Linked DNA regions of Gossypium hirsutum: region 2 is linked to region 1. Evidence: chromatin contacts called from public Hi-C data. All regions are on one chromosome and are shown on one strand. Each heading gives the region's core, a stretch centred on a gene start, on an enhancer-like site or on the middle of the called end of the contact. The rest is flanking DNA. Distances are from core to core; before and after follow the strand shown.

What was found. Hi-C and Micro-C count contacts between places; a contact is called where the count stands out from the background.
Region 2: a Hi-C map of leaf shows a contact between it and region 1, with 1.7 times the contacts expected there. The contact joins the promoter of LOC107918373 here to the promoter of LOC107919231 in region 1. A contact is called at or near these places in 2 of 34 Hi-C or Micro-C datasets (both in leaf).

The regions. Positions count from the first base shown.
Region 1 is chrD13:53,216,512-53,219,470 of Gossypium_hirsutum_v2.1, reverse strand. LOC107919231 (protein MAIN-LIKE 2-like) reads left to right here and starts at 1,418. Exons shown (of 2, transcript XM_016848734.1): 1 at 1,418-1,471; 2 at 1,585-2,208. The coding sequence starts at 1,418. The coding sequence ends at 2,208.
Region 2 is chrD13:53,433,380-53,436,338 of Gossypium_hirsutum_v2.1, reverse strand. It overlaps LOC107918373 (gibberellin 2-beta-dioxygenase 1), which reads right to left and starts at 1,507. Exons shown (of 3, transcript XM_016847923.2): 1 at 923-1,507; 2 at 471-828; 3 at 1-99. The coding sequence starts at 1,311.

The DNA.
Region 1 (2,959 bases), core at 169-2,668:
CAGACTCTTTCTTAGAAGATTTTTAGGGTTTTTTACAAAAATATTATAAAAAATAAAAATTTACCAAAATATTATCCTTTTTTTTATTTACCAAAATATTATTTTTTTTAAATTACCAAAATATACCAAAAAAAAGCTAAAAAAGCCTGCAAAAGGCTGCACCGAACCAGGGTCAGGCCAATGGCATTGGCGGCACCAATGCCTTATTTAGGTAGCCGACCGGTGCTGGGGGGAAGAAGGAGAGGGAAAGAAAGAAAGAAAGAAAGAAAGAAAGGAAGGAGAGGAAAGAAAGAAAAAGAAGGAAAGAAAAGGAAAGGAGAAGAGAAAAAAAAAGAGGGAAGGAAGGAAAAAAAGGAAAAAAAGGAAATTTTTTGTAATATTTGTATGTTAAAAATTTATGTTATGTAAATTATACGTATTTTAATATTTTATTTAGCATATATATTTTGATGTTATGTACATTATACGTATTTATGTTATGATATGTACATTGTATGTTGATTAGGGATTTTTTTTGTGAATTTTACTTAGGAAGTTGAAATTAGTTATTTTAGGAAAATAGCATTAAAAGTAAAATGATAAAGAAATATGTTTAAGAAAATATTAAATACGAAAAGAAAAAACGAGAATTCTATATTCAGCGAAAATAATAAAATGCAAAAAAAATTGTATATGTAATAAATCTCAAACATAATGCATTGAAATAATGTAAAATGAAAAAATTAAAAATGACGATATTTTTTAAAATAATAAAATGCGGATAAAAAAATACGAACAAATGGCCGAAGTAAGAGTGTATTAGTAAATTTTTAAAAAAATTCAGAAATAATCAATACAAATAATTGAAACAAAATGTACTTAAATAATATAAAATAATAAAAAACGAAAATAATATATTTTTATTCAAAGTAATAAAAATGGGGAAAATAATAATACGAGCAAAGGGCAGGGAAAAAGGTTTTTTTGGGTTTTTACCAAAATATTACAAAAAAATAAAAAATACCAAAATATTATAAACTTTTTTTATTTACCAAAAAATACGAACAAATGGCGGAAGTAAGAGTGTAGTAATACTAACTTTTTTTAAAATTAAGAAATAATTAATATAAAATATTTCAAAAAAAGTACTAAAATAATATAAAATAATAAAATACGAAAATAATATATTTTTACTGAAAGTAATAAAAATCGAGAAAATAATACGAGCAAATGGCAGGGGTAAGGGTTGTTTTCTTACACAAAATTAATTTAAATAACACACAAATTTAATAAATTTCAAACATTATGCACTGAAATAATGTAAAATTATAAAATTAGAAATTATGATATTTTTTAAAGGAATAAAATGCAGAGAAAAAAATACGAATAAATGGCTCGATTTTTTTACTAACTTTTTTTTCAACTTGCAGGCATCGTAATGGCTCGATTGATTGGAAACGGTGAACACATATTTGCTGCGGCTAATAACGCGGTATGATTTATTATTTACTAATCACGAGTTCTATTTATTTAAAAAGGATATACGCAGTATATACAAATAAATTATGTTATCGTAATAATTTTTCTGTAATTTAACACTATCAGGACTCGTTCCGAGTATTAAGGGGCCGTGTGAGTGTTTTAAAGAAAGCTCCGTATGCACGATTGATGCCGTACTTGGAGCTAGCCGGATTTAGGTCAATAGCATTGATCCGGTCCTCTGACTTGCGCTTTGATATATTATCTGCGCTAGTGGAGCGGTGGCACCCGGAGACCCACACTTTTCATTTTCCGTGCGGGGAGTGCACGACGACCTTGGAGGATGTTACATTGCAGCTTGGGCTTCCAATTGACGGGAGTCCCGTAACGGGAGTATCTGCATTTACGGATCTGGCTGCACTTTGTTATCAACTCCTGGGAGACTCGCCAGAGGACGGTGAGTCGTATTTTTTCGGCATAAAATTTATATGGCTGAAAGCTAAAATTGGACAATTATCAGCGAATGCCAGTGAAGGTGAGTTGATGTGCGCTGCTCGAGCGTACATCATGCATATGATAGGGGCAGTACTCATGCTTGATGCAAACGGTGACAGTGTGCATTTGATGTACTTGTCCCTACTAGCTGATCTATCCACTGCTAGGTTGTATAGCTGGGGTTCCGCCGTTCTAGCAATGCTGTACCGGGAGCTTTGTCGAGCGACAAAGCCGAAAGTCCATGACATCGGCTGATGCCTCATACTGCTATAGTCCTGGGCGCTTTATCGGCTACCGTTTTTGGCATCCGTTAGTCACCAACCGTATGTGTATCCACTGCCACTCAGGTGATAAAATATAAATTGTCATTATTTTGTAGTCATAATATATTGACTAATGTTACCAACCCTAAACCCTATATTATTTTTTATAGGTGGACTGTTCGTCCAGGCATCGGGAAGTCGTATGATGTCCCGATATACCGCATGATGATTGAACAGCATGCCCGGGAAGGGGTAAACTGCTATTCTAATATTCATGACATCTATTCTATTTCTATATCTTACTCACACGTTATGGCTCTAACTCGTTACAATGTTATCATGCAGTTTATATGGATGCCATACCGTAGGCCGAAAATCACAAACGTTGTACCCTCGTCCTCATACGTTGATTCCCACATATGGTACACTAACGCACCAATTATCAATTTCAACGTAGTCGAGTGGTATCACGGAGATAGGGTGCTATGACAGTTTGGCTGCATCCAACCTATCCCGGATCCACCGTGCCAGCTGGGGGAAGTTCACGGCATGAGTAAAAGAGGAAAATTTCAATTGGATTGGGGAATTAAGCACCGAAAATTTGTGGCACTGTGGAACCATCGATCGCGCCGAATACCTCAGATGGTTGTGGCTATCGACCCGCAACCATCATTAGAGTATATACGATGGTACTATAGCTGCGGAAAGCCATATTTACTTGGAGGCCAGTCAACTATAATCCA
Region 2 (2,959 bases), core at 258-2,757, 220 kb before region 1:
CAAAGGTGGTCCACAAAAATAAATCATTGAAAGCCTTGATTTCACACTGTTGGCCAGTACCCTATGCTTCACACTTTTAAACCTTCCATTTGTCATCACCTGCAACACCCGCCAAAAAGAAAGGGGCAAAACCTCCATTAGAGACTGCTTAAAACAAGACCCAAGTTCCTACTCTGAATAAAATACTACAACTACAACCCCCAAAGTTGTTTGGAATTTGATGTATGGGGGTAGTTTGAGAGCTAATACATACAGCTAAGCTGTTTGGCAGTGAGGGAAAATAATGATTAGTGGGGACTGTAAGTGAGAAATGACAGATATTTATCTGATGAACAAATTCTCATAAGAAATGAACAAAAACTAGACCAGAAGTGATTTCATCCATAACAAAAGGGAAAAAGTAACCAATGAACGATTGAAAATTACTTGTTTTAACGTGTTGGGATGTGAATGTAGGCTTCGGGATTTACCTGTAAGGAATCACCAACATTGATGAAAAAAGAGTATTGGTCTGGTGGGACTGAAATCCAAGTGCCATCTCTAAGAGAGATTTGAAGGCCGGAAGTGTTGTTGGATCTTAGGACCGAAATGATTTGTGGGTCAGTGTGTTCACCGAATCCAATCACATTACTGCTCGTTCCATTCAAGGACTGAACCACCTCTGGGCATGGAGGGTAATGGTTCAGCCTGAAAACAGAGTCACTCTGTTCATCCATCATCAGCTTACTCAACACATTTCTTGGCTGAATCTTTAGCCCATCAGCTATCATTTCAAGTATCTCACATGCCATTTTCTTCACTGCTGCCATATAATTATCCAAAGCAATCCTGGAAAACCAAAAACAGCACAGTTTTCAAAAGCTGTAAAAAAACCCGACAAAACAAATTCCTTGGTGTAAGAAAAAAAATTAAAAAAATTTACCTGAAACTCTCTGGGTTTTCAGTTCCAAGGAGATTCGGGTCTTGGTTGGTTGTGAGGAGAAGATATTCCACCCAACCAACATCACCATTTGGTCCAATCCTTTTATTACCATAGCCATAAGGCTTGGGTTGTCCTGTTTTCTCTTTCTCAGAAAGGGGTAAAGAGAAGAACTTGGTGGCTTCAGATTCTAGCCGGGAAATGAAGTCCATGGGAACCCCATGGTTGATGACCTTGAAGAACCCAAATTCTTCACAGGCTTTGATGATCTGCTGCCTGGAATCTGGTTTGGAGAGGTCCACAAGAGGGATAAGAGGAGGGAACAATGTAGCTGCCTGCTTGTTTCTGATACAACTAAACTGTTCAATTGCTGGTTTTGACAGTATCACCATTGTTTTTTCCTTGCTTGCTGCCTTTTCTTTGTCAGTTGTTTGATGTTATCTTTGTTGGGTTCTTTTCGATGCAACTAAGAAAGAAAGCAAAACGGATGGATAAGATTGAACTGGTTTGGTGATGAAAGAAGAGAAAATTTTGGAGTTCGATACAGATTTGTATGGAGGGGGGCAAATGAACAAATGACTGGGGTTTTGCTTGGCTATTTATAGCAGGAGAAAAGCGAATTTAGATTTTTTAAAAATATATAAAAAAAAAAGAAGTTTCTTCTTTATTTTATTTATTTATTTTACATGTAACAGAAGACATGTAAATTTATATTCTAAACAGGCTAAGGTCGGCCGTCAGGACCTTTCACAAAAGCAAAGTCAACACTCGTCACCAATCCCCTATTACTATTATTATTATTATTATTATTATTATTATTATTATTTAGTTCTCTGACAATTTGTATTTACCTGAAAATTAGTTTGATTTTTTAAAGCTATTTAATACTATTAAAATAAACTGACGTGACAGCATATGTTAAGATTGTTAGTTGAGTATATAGACATAATGGTTTAGTAATATAATTTTGATATCCATACAACATTAAAATTTTTTCAATTGAGACAATGATGGTTGATTCAAGAAGAAGAAGCTTCTTTGATTTTGAATTGTGTTATTGGAAGAAAATTACAAGTCTTTATCTTAATTCAATCATTCTCCTTTTTAGTAACTAGAAAGAATTGAATTCGATTTCCATGCCTACAATCATAAATTGGTAGTTGTATAGTTTGACGAAAAGTGGATTCATACCAAATATTAAAATAAAATTAATTGAGAGAGAGTGAAAGTTGATGAAATGTGGCAAAAGCTTACTACAGAAAATGGCACGACTGTTGGGAAGGCAAACCTTGATACTATAACCCCCATTGCTAATGTTTACTACCCATAGATTTTGACTATCAACTACAATCATTATTATATTTCTTCTCTTGACCCTAATATTATTGACTCTAATCTCCACACTCTTCAACTTTGGTGTTCTCAAGGTTTTACCTTTCCAACTCATTTATATATTACTCACTAACACCATCAATTATATGCCACATTTTCACAATTTTATTACAATTAAAAAATTAATGAGGTGTCAATTTTAATAAGACGTGACTATATAGAATAGTGTGTGGTTTGACAATGGAAACTGTGGATAGATCACATGGGTACAGTCAAATTTGTTAATGGCAAAGTACGTATTGATCATGTTTTTTTGGTAATAGGGGGGAGCATTGGAGAGGTGACTTGAAATGCTTCAAATGCATGTCCCTAGGCAAGGCATGGGCATGGTATCTTCCATTTCTAATTCCTTTCATCAACCATTACTACAATTTTCGTACAGTCTTAGTCGACTTGATATTCACAATTTAATTACTAGGGTTTTCTTACTTAATTTTTATCCCTATAATTTTTTTATTTATACATTTTCAAATAAAATTAATATTATAATTTTTATGTTAATAAAACTAACATTCTACTTTTAAATATATTTTTTAAGGAATAAATATTTGATGAACTATCGGTGTACAAATTTCCTGCATCATTAGTGAATAAAAACTTGTCATATCATCATTAAATTAAACAAAAAATGGAGGACTTGTAAATAAA